Regions from separate parts of the Sus scrofa genome. Here regions 1, 2, 3 and 5 are each linked to region 4. The links are chromatin contacts, called in public HiChIP or PLAC-seq maps. All regions are on one chromosome and are shown on one strand. The core of a region is the stretch at or near the end of the contact, and the rest is flanking DNA. Distances in the headings are between cores, read along the strand shown.

Region 1 (2,700 bases), core at 161-2,660, 160 kb before region 4:
CTGACGCCAGAATCGCGTGCTAAAGGCTTCACCCCAGGGTTTTTCAGAAAACCCAGTTCTTGGCATTGCTAACATGGGTTTATCTCACCCACGTGTTTTGCCTCTTTTGCAACGTGAGTTCAGCCCCTCTGGCAGCGGCCTGGTGTCTCGTTCATGGCCTCCTTGGCATTTGTTTCTAAATGTTTCTAAATGCCAGTGTTCTCCAGGGCTTTCTCCTCAGCCTTCTGCCCTCTTCTCACACACTCCTTGAACTCCAACTGTTTGCTGACAGTTTCCACATCTCCATCTGCCAGCCGGGTCTCTGCCGAGCGTTAGACACCTAGGGCCAAGGGCCTCCCCACAGCTGGATAGCCCCTGGAAACCTTGGGTCCCATGTTTCCTCCCCACAGTCAGACACGGCTCTCCACTCTCTCCCCCATGTCTCTGTCTCTGTTGCTTCCTCACTGGCTCATCTTTGTGCCCCAACTCGTGGCCAGTCAGCCTTCTGGAACATTCTTCTTGCCACACCAACTCCTACAGACTCCATGTCTTCCCAGTGTTCAGTGTCCTAGCTTAGCTGAAGGAAGACTTAAAATCTCTCCAGCTCATCTCCCATCAGAACCACCTTCATCCTCCCTGTTCCACCTGTGCCCCCCGCTGCAGGCCCCCCCCCGCCAAGGGTTTGTGCTTTTATGCAGGTGCCCTCCCTTCTCAGGAAAGTTTCTTTCCCCCCCACCCTCAAGTGGTTGGGCCCTCCCTTTGGGCTCTTGTCACAGCTGGCACAGCCCTCAGTCCACTGTAAGGAAGTAGCCTCTTCTGCTCCCTGCCAGTCTGCTCCCTGCCAAGGAAGCCTCCTAAACTCAGGAGCAGAGCTTTGCCCGCTGCTGGCGTCCAGGCTCCTTGCCCCAGGCCTGCCTGGCACAGACCAGAAACTCAGTTACCCATCAGCTGAACGGATACTTGAGCACTGCTGTTTGTCCTCTGGAAATTCTCAGTGTTTCCTTATGGGAACTAAACTAGTTCACTGTCTTATATGGGAAACCTATATAATTGCCCTTAAATACAAGGGAGTCATTTTAGTTTTAGTGACGTAGGGATGGTTTCCAATGTTGTGATCATTTCTGCTGTATAATAAAGTGATTCAGTTCTACATATACACACATCCATTCTTAAAGGGGATCCTCAAAATAAATACAGTGGCAGCAAAGCAATGCTGTGTGACACACTGACCAGGCACTGTTGCCCTCAGAGGTGCAACCAGAGGGCTCCTCTCTGCTTGTGAAGAGAGAGACATTGGAAAGTGTTAGGTGTCCGAGCTGGGCCAGCACCACACCAAGATGCTTTCCTTTGGGTGAGCAGAACCCAAGGGGCGGAGGAGAACACTGCTCTTGCACTGTGACTCATCGACTTAACGCACCGCCTTTAATGATCTCCAGCCCCCTCTCTTTGCGCAACACTGCTCTCAATCACTTGGGTGTGATTGAGTCATCTTGTACAATTTCCATATTTGCAAACACTTTTTATTTTGGTTTTCCAGTACCTCCTGCCATAAAACTCCAGATAAAGTCAACCACGCAGTACTGGCTGTTGGGTACGGAGAAGAAAATGGGATACCATATTGGATTGTGAAAAACTCATGGGGTCCCCAGTGGGGAATGAATGGGTAAGCAGCTTCCAGTTCCCTGTGCTGGGAGGGGGGCCCTCGGAGGAGACCTCCACCTCAAATGTGGCTTCCAAGAAGGGGCTGGTCAGCTGAGCCTTGGCCCAAGCCAGGAGGAGGGGAGTGTGAGGATGGAGTCTCACGCCCTCAAGACCCCTCCAGCAGCCCCTCTCTCCCTGGATGCCACATCTTAAAGATGCTGTGCCAGGAACAGGAGTCTGTTTGGCTCAGTAGGTTCTGTGTCCACGGCTAGGAAAGAGTTCACAACACAAAGCCTTGCTGGGACTAAGCCCACATCGGGAAGGGCCCACTGGTGAGAAATCAAGGCAACAAGTTAACCCCTGATGGTTGACAGCTCCTCTTTGTAGGAGAAGAGGGCTGGAATCAGGTGGCCCAGGTACCTATCTAGTTTTTTTTGTTTTTTTGGGTTTTTTTTTGTCTTTTGTCCACACCCATGGCATATGGAGGTTCCCAGACTAGGGGTCCAATTGGAGCTACAGCTGCCGGCCTATACCGTAGCCACAGCAATGCCAGATCCAAGCTGAGTCTGTGACCTACATCACAGCTCAGGGAAACGCTGGATCCTTAACCCACTGAGTGAGGCCAGGGATCGATCCTGCAACCTCATGGTTCCTAGTCAGATTTGATTCTGCAGCTTCACGACGGGAACTCCCCATATACCTATCTTGATGTGATTTTGTCCAGGTCTCTCCTCTCAGACTTTGTATGTCCTCATGGGAAAAGGAGACTTTCCTCTGTTACCACAGGGGGTCCTGGTGATATTTAAATAACCATGTGAGGGCCTAGGCAGGGCTAAGAAGGGGGCCCTTAGGAATTCTGGAGAGAAGTGAGACGCAGATAGAGTAAGAGGGTTCTTGGGGTTCCTGTTGTGGCTCAGTGGTAATGAACCTGATTAGCATTCATGAGGGTGCAGGTTCAATCCCTGGCCCTCTCGGTGGGTTGAGGATCTGGTGTGAGCTGTGATGTAGGTCCCCAAAGTGGCTTGGATCTGAGGTTGCTGTGGCTGTGGTGTAGGCTGGCAGCCGTAGCTCCTATTTTTG
Region 2 (2,700 bases), core at 192-2,691, 130 kb before region 4:
TATATGTATGTGCAACTGGGTCACTTTGCTGTTCAGTAGAAAACTGACAGAACACTGTAAACCAACTATAATGGAAAAAATAAAAATAATTTAAAAAAACAAAATATTTCATTAGTATTCAGACTCTGTCCTCCAATTTCTCATTTTAAGAAATCCAAGAGGCAAGTCTTTGGATCTCTTTGAACTAATTTGCTGAACCAGCATTACAAATTCACTTTCAACTAAAGTGAAAATCTGTTCTATCAAAAGGCAATAAACGTATTCTGAAAAGCAACGTTCCAAATCTAAACTGCCAGAATCCAAAAGAGATCATTCACATTGTTCTTTAAAATAGCACAAGAGCAGGGAGTTCTTGCTGTGGTGCAGCGGAAACAAATCTGACTAGTATTCTCAAGGATGCAGGTTTGATTCAATGGGTTAAGGATCCGGCGTTGCTGTGAGCTATGGTGTAGGTCACAGACGCAGCTAGGATCTAGCTCCAATTCGACCCCTAGCCTGGGAGCTTCCTATGCCACATCTTCGGCCCTGAGAGTCCAAAAAAAAAAGCACAAGAGCAAGGCATTAGCCTAAGAGCCCCTAAGCAATTATCCTTACAGTATAAAGATATCAAAAAGAATGTTGAATTTCCTTGTGGTGCAGCAGGCTAAAGATCCAGTGCTCTTACTGCAGAAGCTCAGATTACTGCTGTGACTTGGGTTCCATCCCTGGCCTGGGAACTTTCACATGCTGCAGGGGTGGCCAATAAATAAATAAATGAATTTTAATTTCAAAAAAATAAGGCACAGGAATCCATAATAAGCTGACTTTAAATTAAAGAACTAGGAGTTCCCATCATGGCGCAGTAGTTAACGAATCCAACTAGGAACCAGGAGGTTGCGGGTTCGGTCCCTGCCCTTGCTCAGTGGGTTAACAATCCGGCGTTGCCGTGAGCTGTGGTATAGGTTGCAGACGCGGCTCGGATCCTGCGTTGCTGTGGCTCTGGCGTAGGCCGGCAGCTACAGCTCCAATTCGACCCCTAGCCTGGGAACCTCCATATGCCGTGGGAGCGGCCCAAGAAATGGCAAAAAAGACAAAAAATAAAAAAATAAATAAAAAATAAATTAAAGAACTAAAACTGGTTAACTTTGTTACAAAGTTATGTAATTCTCTGTGTCTTAGTTTCATTACATATAAAATGAGGAGTAACAGTACCTATCTCATAGGATCATTATGAAAATTATACATGTAAAACACTTGAAAGTTTGACACAAAAAATAAACACTCAAAGGTATGTCAGACACATGTATCTACAATACTCTAATACCACCTAGATCAACTCAGCTAAGACTGTATATTGAAGTGTTACAGGAAGTTCCCTTGTGGCACAGCAGGTTAAGGATACAGCATTGCCTCAGTTGTGGTGCAGGCTGCTAATTGCAGCCTGGGTTGGATCCGTGGCCCAGGAACTTCCACATGCTCTCCCCTCCCCCAAGTGTTAAAATAGTTATTAAACCACATCATCTTTTTTTTTTTTTTGTCTTTTTGCCATTTCCTGGGCTGCTCCTGCGGCACATGGAGGTTCCCAGGCTAGGGGTTGAATCGGAGCTGTAGCTGCCAGCCTACGCCAAAGCCACAGCAACACGGGACCCGAGCCGCGTCTGCAGCCTACACCACAGCTCACGGCAATGCCGGATCGTTAACCCACTGAGCAAGGGCAGGGACCGAACCTGCAACCTCATGGTTCCTAGTCAGATTTGTTAACCACTGTTCCACAACACGGAACTCCAACCACATCATCTTAAACCTTCACTCACGAATACACCTACTTCCAACAGATAGCCACAAGAATGCCTTTCTAAATAACAAAAGGTAGAACCAACCACTCTCTTAAAATATCTAGTTGCTAAAGCATTCTGTCACTTGGAAAAGCTCCTTCAGGACTTCCCACTGTGGCACAGTGGGTTAAGAACCCAAGTGCAGCGGCTTGGGTAGCTGTGGAGGTTTGGGTTCAATCCCTGGCCCAGGAATTTTTTTAGGCCTCGCCTGGGGCATGTGGCCAGGGATCTTAACTGCACCACGGCAGTGACGACACTAAATTCTTAACCTACTGAGCCACAAGGAACTTCAAAACAAGGTATTTTTAAAATATTTATTTTATTGACATATCGTTGATGTTGTTAATTTCTACTGTACAGCAGAGTGATTCAGTTACACACACATATATATATATATATATATATACACATTTTTTTTCATAATCTTTTCTATTACAGCTTATCACAGGATACGGAATACAATTACCTGTACTATATAGTAGGACTTTGTTCAAAGCAAGGTCTCTGATGTGATTTTTTTTTCCAAAGGGAAAAACAAAGGCCAGGTTATTTCTTAGGGAATGCTGAACTTTTTGTGCAGATTCTTTTCTCCTGCTGATGGAGCTCCTTTATTGACACTATTAGATGTATTCTCAGTTTTTTACTTAATGACTTCCCACCTCTGACCTCTAAGATAGCCAAAAGTAGAATAAATAATAAAATGCAACCCTCAACATGATTTCCTTGAGAAAACTTTAAAACATGCATTTACCTAGAGGTCAGGAGGGGGTGGTGTACTGAGGGAGCTCCTTCAGGAACAGGAAAAAGGGCTACAATATCCTCACGTCTCTTCAAAGTTTTTTCAGAGCGCCTGGGCCTCACAGCACTTCTGATACAGACAGCATAG
Region 3 (2,700 bases), core at 7-2,506, 230 kb before region 4:
ACTGCTCTGGGAGGGACCTGCCAGGAAATGTGGGGGCCAACAGGTGCTTTCCTTTTCTGCCTGGACCTCAGCTGTGGATGCTGCAGTAAGCCTCCGAGCACCCCTGAGTGCTCCCTCAACACCCGCCCCGGCAAGACTGGGGCCAGGGCGTCCACTCTGGGGCTGCCTAGAGCAGAGCCTCAGAGTTATAGCAACTCCCCAGGGCTGCTGGGAGGCCAAGCCAGTCCTGAGTGCAAGCCCAGGACACAAGGAGGGGTTAGGAAGCCTGGCAACTCTAACTGTCCCTCCGCTGGCCCTATACCTCTGCTGCCAGAGCAGGCCAGCTGCCCCCTGTGTCTCCTCTGTCCCCTCCCCCAGTTCCTCCCTGCTTCCTCCCACCCCTACCCCCACCCCCCAGTGCTCAAGGTTCACCTGCTTAACCTCAGCAGCCAGCTTTCCGGGGCCCTGAGACAGCAGGAGGAACCACCCTATCCAGGATGGATTCAAGCCTGAAAACCACTGGAGACCGTTCCCCAGGGACCCTCACATTCCTAGGAACCTGGGAACCTCCTAGGATTCCACCCAGCAGGCACAGCCTGTCAGTGGAAAGACGCAGGTTCTGATCCCAGTGCAGCCCTGTCACCTGGGCCGAATCCCTTCACCTCCCTGAGCTTCGGCGTTCCATCTGTGACACGGAAATAAGAATACCTTCCTCCCAGGGCAATGGTGAGGATTAAATGATACGGTCTGGAGTTCCCATCATGGCTCAGTGGTTAACGAATCCGACTAGGAACCATGAGGTGGCAGGTTTGATCCCTGGCCTTGCTCAGTGCGTTAAGGATCCGGCATTGCCGTGAGCTATGGTGTGGGTCGCAGACATGGCTTGGATCTGGCATTGATGTGGCTGTGGTGTAGGCTAGTGGCTACAGCTCCAATTCAACCCCTAGCCTGGGAACCTCCATATGCCAAGGGTGCGGCCCTAGAAAAGACAAAAAAAATGATACAGTCTCTCCCGGGATTAACATATTCCATGCTGTGGGCAACTGTTGGTACTATTATGTACCATCCCCTTTTTCCACCCTGGCCCTGAGGTGTGGGCCCTGTCTGAGGATGAAAAGAAGAATGGCTGGGACTGCTGGGAGACCCCCCGCCTCAGCTTCCTGCCCCCAAGTATCCACCGAGGCCAATCAAGCACCTGAGTGAAATAGAAAGGACATGGGTTTAGAGTCAGGAGGTGCCAGATGAGTCATTTCCTGTCTCCGAGCTCAGCTCCCTTGTCCATAAACTCCCAGGACCTGGGTGAGTCTGAGGTCAGAGGGTGTGGGTGACAGCAGGCCTGTTGGGGGCACCTAGAGAGGTTTCTCAGAGGCACGCGCGGGTCAGGTTTCTCTGCTGCCGACCAGAGGGAGGCCGAAGAGGGAGCGTCAGGCACTGTGCCACCAAAGCCCATGTCCCCTCCCAAAGCGGGACACCTGGGTCTATAGACACCTGGCTGCAGCCATTTAACCGCACAGGCCTTTTGGCCTGGCCTCCTCTCAAACCCACCTGCTCAGAGGGTCGGCCTGGGTGTCAGGGATCATGAGAATGAGGGAGCCGTGCTGGCCCTCTGAGCCCCCCAGGACCGGGGGTGGGGGGCCAGGCCTGGGCAGGCAGTCAGGCCCCTGCTGACCATTTGTTTTCACTCCCTGCCCTCCCACAGGTCACTGGAGCTCTTGTTTGCCAGCGGCCAAAACAACAAGCTCCTGTACGGGGACCCCCCCAAGTCCCCACGAGCCACCCGCAAGTTCTCCTCGCCGCCACCCCTGTCCATCACCAAGACGTCGTCACCCAGCCGCCGGCGGAAGCTCTCCCTGAATATCCCCATCATCACGGGCGGCAAGGCCCTGGACCTGGCCGCCCTCAGCTGCAACTCCAACGGCTACACCAGCATGTACTCGGCCATGTCGCCTTTCAGCAAGGCCACCCTGGACACCAGCAAGCTCTACGTGTCCAGCAGCTTTGCCAGCAAGATTCCAGATGAGGGCGATACGACCGCTGAGAAGCCTGAAGAACCCTCAGCTCTCAGAAAGCAGAGTGAGTGGATGCAGGGCCGAGCCACCCCCTTGGCTCGCCGGCCCACGGAGGCCGGCCCAGCCCTGCCAGGCTGCCCTGGGACAGGAGGGGCGGCTGAGGGTCCCCGCCTGATCAGGGAGAAAGAGCAGAGCCTGGAACGGGGAGAAGCAGCTGAATTTGGGAGCCCAGGCTGCAGAACGACAGCAAAGATTCCAAAGAAGTGGGATAAGTGTCTCTCCCATCATCCAGCTCCGCAATCCCCTGACGACAGCTGCCTCCTGCCTCCTTGTATTTGTCCAAGGAGGTGGGCATGTCCTGGGCCCAGCCCTGGTCAGGGCTTGGGAGAGAAGAGGGCCTCAGACCTAGTTCTTGCCCCCCAGGGATTCCCAGCACCCCTGAAGAGCAGGACCAGGCACCTGACACCTGCTGTGCTAGAGGGATGCTCCAGGGAGGTGTGGGGACACCATCGGGAGAGTCAGAGAAGGCTTCCTCGAGAACCCATTAGATCTAGATTTTCACCAGGAGAACGAGAGGACACTCTAGACAAAGAGAATGGAGTGGGCAAGACGAGGGAGGGACGGGGGCAAGGAAAAGCATTGTGTGTTCAGGGAACAGCTGGATGCTCACACGCCTTTGAGGATGCAGGTGTTGAGGATGTTGGATGGGGGC
Region 4 (2,700 bases), core at 149-2,648:
CTGCAGGGCAGGCCAAGGGGAGGCTCACCCCTGCCCCGCTCCCTGCAGTGCTCAGCCCCCTGCGGTGGCGGCGTCCAGCGGCGCCTGGTCAAGTGCGTTAATACCCAGAGTGGGCTGCCCGAGGAAGACAGCGACCAGTGCGGCCACGAGGCCTGGCCCGAGAGCTCCCGGCCTTGTGGCATCCAGGACTGCGAGCTCACAGAGCTGCCACGTGAGTGCCCCGACGGCTCTCAGTGGGGAGATGGGGGTCCTCAGGCCATTGGGCACCAGCTGAGGGGGAGCCTCGGAGCAACTGGGGCTGTGCTGGGGTGGGGCCCCAGGGGAGTCGTCCCCCCGCGGGCAGCTTTGTTGAGTGCAGGGGAGGCATGGAGGTTGCAGCCTCAGCCCCTAGTCTGTGTGTGACCCCAGGCAAGCTCTTTTCCCTTCTGGTCTCAGTTACGCGCCTGCCCCCAGAATAAGGCTGGGATGTCCCTGAGACAGGGCCGCAGGCCGGGGTGAGCCCAGCCCAGGCTCTGGCCTGTCCGCTTCCTGGCCAGGGGAGGGCTGCCCGGAATGAGCAGAGGAGCCGCAGGAAAGGGCCTCCCTCCTGGGGTCCTGCGAGCTCCCAGCAGCGGGTGGCTTCCTGGCCAGCTGGGTCCTCCTGGAGGAAGAGCCTCTGCCAGAGGGGGCTCTGGACACACACACACACTTCCTTCCTGCAGCATAGCACCCCCGCTGGCCCCATCCAGCGGTGCTGAGCACAGAAACTGTGGTCCTGGAGTCACTCCTGGCCACCCCACATCCCTGTCCAGGCCGCCACTCTTAGAGTGTAAAGGCACAGACGACCCCTGTTCTCCTAAGTCAGGTCTTAAGGGGAAGGGCCCGGGACGTGCTCAGAGAAGGCTGGCTGCTTCCTTTCCCTCGTGGTCACCGCATCGCCCCTCATGAGGTTAGGAAGAGCGCCTCGAGCTACCTCTGAAAGTCATGAGAACCCAGCAGCTTCTGTGCTTATCACGTCTGACCCCTGCTCCTAGGACAAGGTCCCCCCAGGACAAGGTCCCCCCAGACTGGCTCCTTGGCAGTCCTTGGACAGGCCCAGCCTAGCTACTGCTGTGCTTTGCTGCCCATGCCACTGGCCAGTGTGGTCTTCCTGCCCAGGTCTCCTTACCTCGAGGCCCAGCAGAAATCCCACCCACCCTGAGCACCCTGCCCTCAGCATCCATCCACCGAGCGCCTCAGCGCCTCCCGCGCACAGCCTCAGGCTGGCTGCTGGTGCCCAGGTGAGGAGTCAGGGGCGGAGACCAGCCAAGGAAGTGACTGCATGTTGAGACCCTGGAGTCCCCAGGATGTTTTGATGCTCTGTGGGGCTGTGTGGCAGGACGTTTGGAAAGCCTGTTAACTCCAGGGTGTGTAGTCATCGTGCTGAGGCAGCGGACACAGCTTGGCCACATCCGTTGGCCTGTGGAGGTGGGGCTCTGGAGAGGTTAAGAAACTGGCCTGAGGTCACACAGCAGGAACAGGTCTGCAGCTGCGTATGTTAGAGCTGCTCCCCAGAGCCACAGTGGAGGAGCCAGCCTGCTGCCTTGTGCCCTCTGCTGGGACCCAGGAATGTCCCAGGGCTGCCAGTTGCCTTCCTGCTTCTCTTCCCCTGGGGTGTCAGCTGGAGTGAGCAGGGCCAGGCGGCAGCTGGGGGCTGTCAGAGGCGGCGGGCGCAAGGCCAGGAGGCTGGAAGCAAGCCGCGTCCCAAAATAGCTTTGATAAGCACAGGGCAGGAGAGCCTGCCAAGCCTCAGCCCCGGACAGGCACAGCCGGCCTGCAGCCTTCCTCTGGCCACCCTCAGGAGGCCTGGGTTCCGCTGATGGGCTCTATGGTCCAGGTCACACCTGCTCTCTCTGGGCCTCAGTGCTTGGCCTGGCTGATGAGACCTGGTATGTGACCCACAACTGAAGCTGAGTATCACCCATGTGGCTGCAGGGGGTCAGGGAGGCCTGACAGGTGCCTTTGGGCAGAGGGAGGTGGCAGGGCTGGAGGGCAGAGGCCGCTGTAGGCTGGCCTGAGGCACCTGGGACCTTAGTTGACATGTCAGGTTGCTGGAGCCTGCGGGGACAGAGAGGGGTGGCAGGCCCCTTGACTTCTCATGAGCACTTTCCTCTGGAAACCTGAGCCCAGCAGTGCCAGTGCTCCAGCCCTGAAGGTGGGGGCCAAGGCCAAGTGGGACAGACTAACAGCTGGAGATCTGCAACTCAGGTCCAGGGGAGCCCCTCTGGAAACAGCAGGCCGATGCTTCGGTGGTGGCTGCAGGTCCCCTTAAGGCTGCTGAGGGGCAAGGAGAGGGCCTTGGTCAAATCTCAGGGAAGCCATGCCACTTGGGTACAGGCAGGAACGGGGCTGTTCTGGTGTCTTGACCCTCCCTCTGCCCCCAGGCTGTGAGCGCGATCGCCTGTCGTTTGGTTTCTGCGAGACTCTGCGCCTGCTGGGCCGCTGCCAGCTGCCCACCGTCCGCTCCCAGTGCTGTCGCTCCTGCCCCCTGCCCGGCCACGGCGCCCCCTCCCGTGGCCATCAGCGGGTCGCCCGCCGCTGACCCACGGCCCAGCCCAGCCAGGATTCCCAGATCGACAGACACACAGACCTCAGCGCCCAGCACGGGCCGCGGCGGAGCCCCTGTCCCTCGCGCCCTCATGGTGCTAACCCGCCCCTGCCAGCGGCAGGCTGGGGACCCCT
Region 5 (2,700 bases), core at 128-2,627, 260 kb after region 4:
GCAGGCAGGTGGCAATGACCATGTCTTGCTGATGAGGAAACCAGCTCAGAGACATAAGGCTCATAGAGTTAACAACAGCTGGGTATGGAATCAAGCTTCTTGACCTCTAGCTGTGAGTTCTCTGCCAAAGGTTACTGCTCCAGAGGAGTCTGAGATGAAAAAAAGCAATGCCTCCAAGCATACCCACGAGCAACTTCTCTTGTAAGTTAAAAGTTGTTTCTCACCTCTACTGAACACGTGGAAGAGGGAGAGTGCCTGCTTCAGCCACAGGGCCAAAAACGAAGCCAAAGGATCCCAGAGAGGTGAGCAGTGGCCCTCTCCGACAGCGTTCCACCTGCAGAAGCCCAGGCTGGGCTGGAGCAGAAGGCCTGCACTTCTCTGATAGTGCTGCTTTCCACGCCCACGTAACTGCAGCGGGTAGTGATCCTGGCTACCGGGCACTACTGGGACCTGGGCACAGTGAAGGAAGTCCTGGGCCTGTTACTATCCCTCCCTCCTGGGCAACGAGAGTCCTGCTGCAGTCACTGGACTCGCCCTCCCACCCCTAGCGTGTGCATGAGCCTAGTCCAACTGTGTGGGCTCGGAGAAGAGAGCGCACTGCCCACCCTGTGGAGACCTGGGGGACATCGCTGCTCACATCTGGGGGACTTCAGAGGCTCCCAGGTGTGGGCAGTAAGACCACCGTCCACAGCTGGGGTCAGCAAAGCACCACTGCATGTATCTGGAAGGGCTTAGGCTCTGCTCAGCCTTGAAGATGCCCTGAGGGGCGCCAGTAGCTGCAGGGCCTCAGGAAATGTGGCCACGCAGCGGGAGAGGCCCCAACCCACTCCAAACCCCTCAAAAATGCAACAATCCGAGATAGGCCTCAGGGCGCACCGGGACCATGACCAAACAGAGGGCGGCCACACCCCCAGGGAGAGGCCGGGTGCGGACCGTGGGGCGCAGCCCTCCCAGTCCAACCCCTCCACCCGGGTTCCCGCCGACGCCACCCTCCAGGCCGCGCTCTCCTGGAGCCAACCGGACCCACGGACCCGCGGAAGGGAAAGGGGACAGCCCCGGGGCGGCGGGACTGTCGTCGGAAGGCACCCTCCACGCCGAAGCCATCTTCCAAGCCCCCCAACATGGCCCGCGGCGGCAGCCAGAATTGGAGCTCCGGGGAGTCAGACGGGCGGCCGGAGGAGCAGGGGGCCGAAGACACCGGGTGAGCTGGGGCGTCGGGGTCCCTGCCGCGTACTCTCCGCGGCGCGCTAGCCCGCAGCCCCGGGCGCCGCCGGAACCTCCGCGAAGCTTCTGGGTCTTTGTGGCGTCACTGTCTCCTTGTGGAACCTTCCGCCGGCGCCGAATAAAACCCGCCGCGGAGGAGGCGGCGGCTCGAGTGCGGCGGTGCCGGGCGCGGAGGTCGGCCCGGCGCGGGCTGGCGGGCGGGCGGGAGGTTCGGGCGGCGGCGCCCGTGACCGTGACGCGCGGGCGGGCAGCGGGGGCGCGGGCCAGAGGCCCGACGGGGGCGTTCGGGGCGCACTGACCGTCCTGCCCGCCCCGCCCCGCAGAGACAAGATGGTGAAGGAGACCCAGTACTATGACATCCTGGGGGTGAAGCCCAGCGCCTCCCCGGAGGAGATCAAGAAGGCCTATCGGAAGCTGGCGCTGAAGTACCACCCGGACAAGAACCCGGATGAGGGCGAGAAGGTGCGGGCCGGGCTCGGGGCGGTGCGGGCCGGGCTCGCGCGGGGCCCGCCGTCAATTATTCAGCCCGGGAGCTCGGGGGCTGTGAATTATTGAAGTCGGTGGGGAACCCGAGCCGCATTTGTTGGTGAGGCGGTCGCCAGGCGCCGCGCACCCCGCAGCGGGGCCGGGCCGAGCCGAGGGTGGCCCGAGGCCGAGGGGGCGCGGCGCGGTCAGGTGGAGGGCACTTTGTCAAGCGCCCGCCCCTCGCCCGGCGAGAGCAGGCGGTGGGGGGAGGCACCGGGGCCCCTCGTGATCCCCTGTGCAGCCCATTCATCCTCCGTTCGCTCCACGAGTGTTCAGGGGGCCCCTCCGAACGCCAAGAAGGGCTGGGACTGAAACGCGGGACCCCAGTTCTCATAGGATGTGCGGGCATTCCTTACAGGAGAGGCAGCCAGCCGGGAAACTGAGGCACGCGTGACCCGAAGTTGGTTACTTGCTGCGAATGACCAGGATTGGATTATTTTTGTGCTCATATTCCCTGTTGATGCGTAAGCCCTAGAGATGAGTTTCTTTTCGTCTGAGCTGGTACCTTGGACAAACCCGGTGTCCTTCTTGAGAATGGCTGGACTGGATTTGTCCTGGGGGCCGGTCTTCTGCCTGATAAAGGTTGTCAGACATTGATTAATCGCATTTTTCTTTATTAAAGAGGGACACGGAGATCTTTAATCTGACACATCATTTTAAGTGAACAGTCCGGATTTTCTGTGGCAAACGACCCATAATTGATCCTCAGTACCAATAATAGGCTGAAAAATGCTTTGCACAGCGGAGGCCTGAATTAAACTTTTCATCCTGTTCAAAGGAAGAGTCAAGCTGCTTTTTTATGCCCAAGGAGGCTCATTCTGCACCTGAATAGACGACTAGGAAGATCAGGCATTGATCCTAGGGAAAGCTTGTTGGCCTTCTCACTCCTCCTTTGACTTCTTGCTATTTTCTTATAAAACTTCGGATTATCTATCCTAGATGGTTGTTGGG

Evidence for each region. HiChIP or PLAC-seq counts read pairs in DNA pulled down with a chosen protein or histone mark.
Region 1: a contact with region 4 is called in an H3K27ac HiChIP or PLAC-seq map of skeletal muscle. The contact joins two enhancer-like sites. A contact is called at or near these places in 2 of 2 datasets of contacts at active chromatin or transcription factors (alveolar macrophages and skeletal muscle).
Region 2: a contact with region 4 is called in an H3K27ac HiChIP or PLAC-seq map of alveolar macrophages. The contact joins two enhancer-like sites.
Region 3: an H3K27ac HiChIP or PLAC-seq map of alveolar macrophages shows a contact between it and region 4. The contact joins two enhancer-like sites. A contact is called at or near these places in 1 of 47 Hi-C or Micro-C datasets (subcutaneous adipose tissue) and 2 of 2 datasets of contacts at active chromatin or transcription factors (alveolar macrophages and skeletal muscle).
Region 5: a contact with region 4 is called in an H3K27ac HiChIP or PLAC-seq map of skeletal muscle. The contact joins the promoter of DNAJA4 here to the enhancer-like site in region 4. A contact is called at or near these places in 2 of 5 promoter capture datasets (fetal liver and liver), 4 of 47 Hi-C or Micro-C datasets (fetal heart ventricle, fibroblasts, mesenchymal stem cells and 1 more) and 1 of 2 datasets of contacts at active chromatin or transcription factors (skeletal muscle).

Annotation. Positions count from the first base shown.
Region 1 is chr7:48,085,536-48,088,235 of Sscrofa11.1, reverse strand. It overlaps CTSH (cathepsin H), which reads left to right. Exons shown (of 12, transcript NM_213929.2): 11 at 1,517-1,642. Among named protein-coding and RNA genes, the nearest start is that of CTSH, 19 kb to the left of the region's middle. Within about 2 kb of position 1,410, at least 37 of the 83 cell types and tissues checked have an H3K27ac peak or open chromatin away from gene starts, as enhancers often do. A contact at or near this core is called in alveolar macrophages and skeletal muscle, where this site is marked.
Region 2 is chr7:48,061,497-48,064,196 of Sscrofa11.1, reverse strand. All of the region lies in intron 3 of MORF4L1 (mortality factor 4-like protein 1), which reads right to left. Among named protein-coding and RNA genes, the nearest start is that of MORF4L1, 13 kb to the right of the region's middle. Within about 2 kb of position 1,441, at least 1 of the 83 cell types and tissues checked has an H3K27ac peak or open chromatin away from gene starts, as enhancers often do. A contact at or near this core is called in alveolar macrophages, where this site is marked.
Region 3 is chr7:48,158,792-48,161,491 of Sscrofa11.1, reverse strand. RASGRF1 (ras-specific guanine nucleotide-releasing factor 1) reads left to right here. Exons shown (of 27, transcript XM_003128446.6): 15 at 1,679-2,052. Among named protein-coding and RNA genes, the nearest start is that of CTSH, 54 kb to the right of the region's middle. Within about 2 kb of position 1,256, at least 8 of the 83 cell types and tissues checked have an H3K27ac peak or open chromatin away from gene starts, as enhancers often do. A contact at or near this core is called in alveolar macrophages, where this site is marked.
Region 4 is chr7:47,929,124-47,931,823 of Sscrofa11.1, reverse strand. It overlaps ADAMTS7 (A disintegrin and metalloproteinase with thrombospondin motifs 7), which reads left to right. Exons shown (of 24, transcript XM_021098839.1): 23 at 49-211; 24 at 2,403-2,700. The coding sequence ends at 2,560. Among named protein-coding and RNA genes, the nearest start is that of ADAMTS7, 64 kb to the left of the region's middle. Within about 2 kb of position 1,398, at least 35 of the 83 cell types and tissues checked have an H3K27ac peak or open chromatin away from gene starts, as enhancers often do. A contact at or near this core is called in alveolar macrophages, fetal liver, liver and 2 more, where this site is marked.
Region 5 is chr7:47,673,567-47,676,266 of Sscrofa11.1, reverse strand. It overlaps DNAJA4 (DnaJ heat shock protein family (Hsp40) member A4), which reads left to right and starts at 1,377. Exons shown (of 8, transcript NM_214339.1): 1 at 1,377-1,398; 2 at 1,548-1,686. The coding sequence starts at 1,555.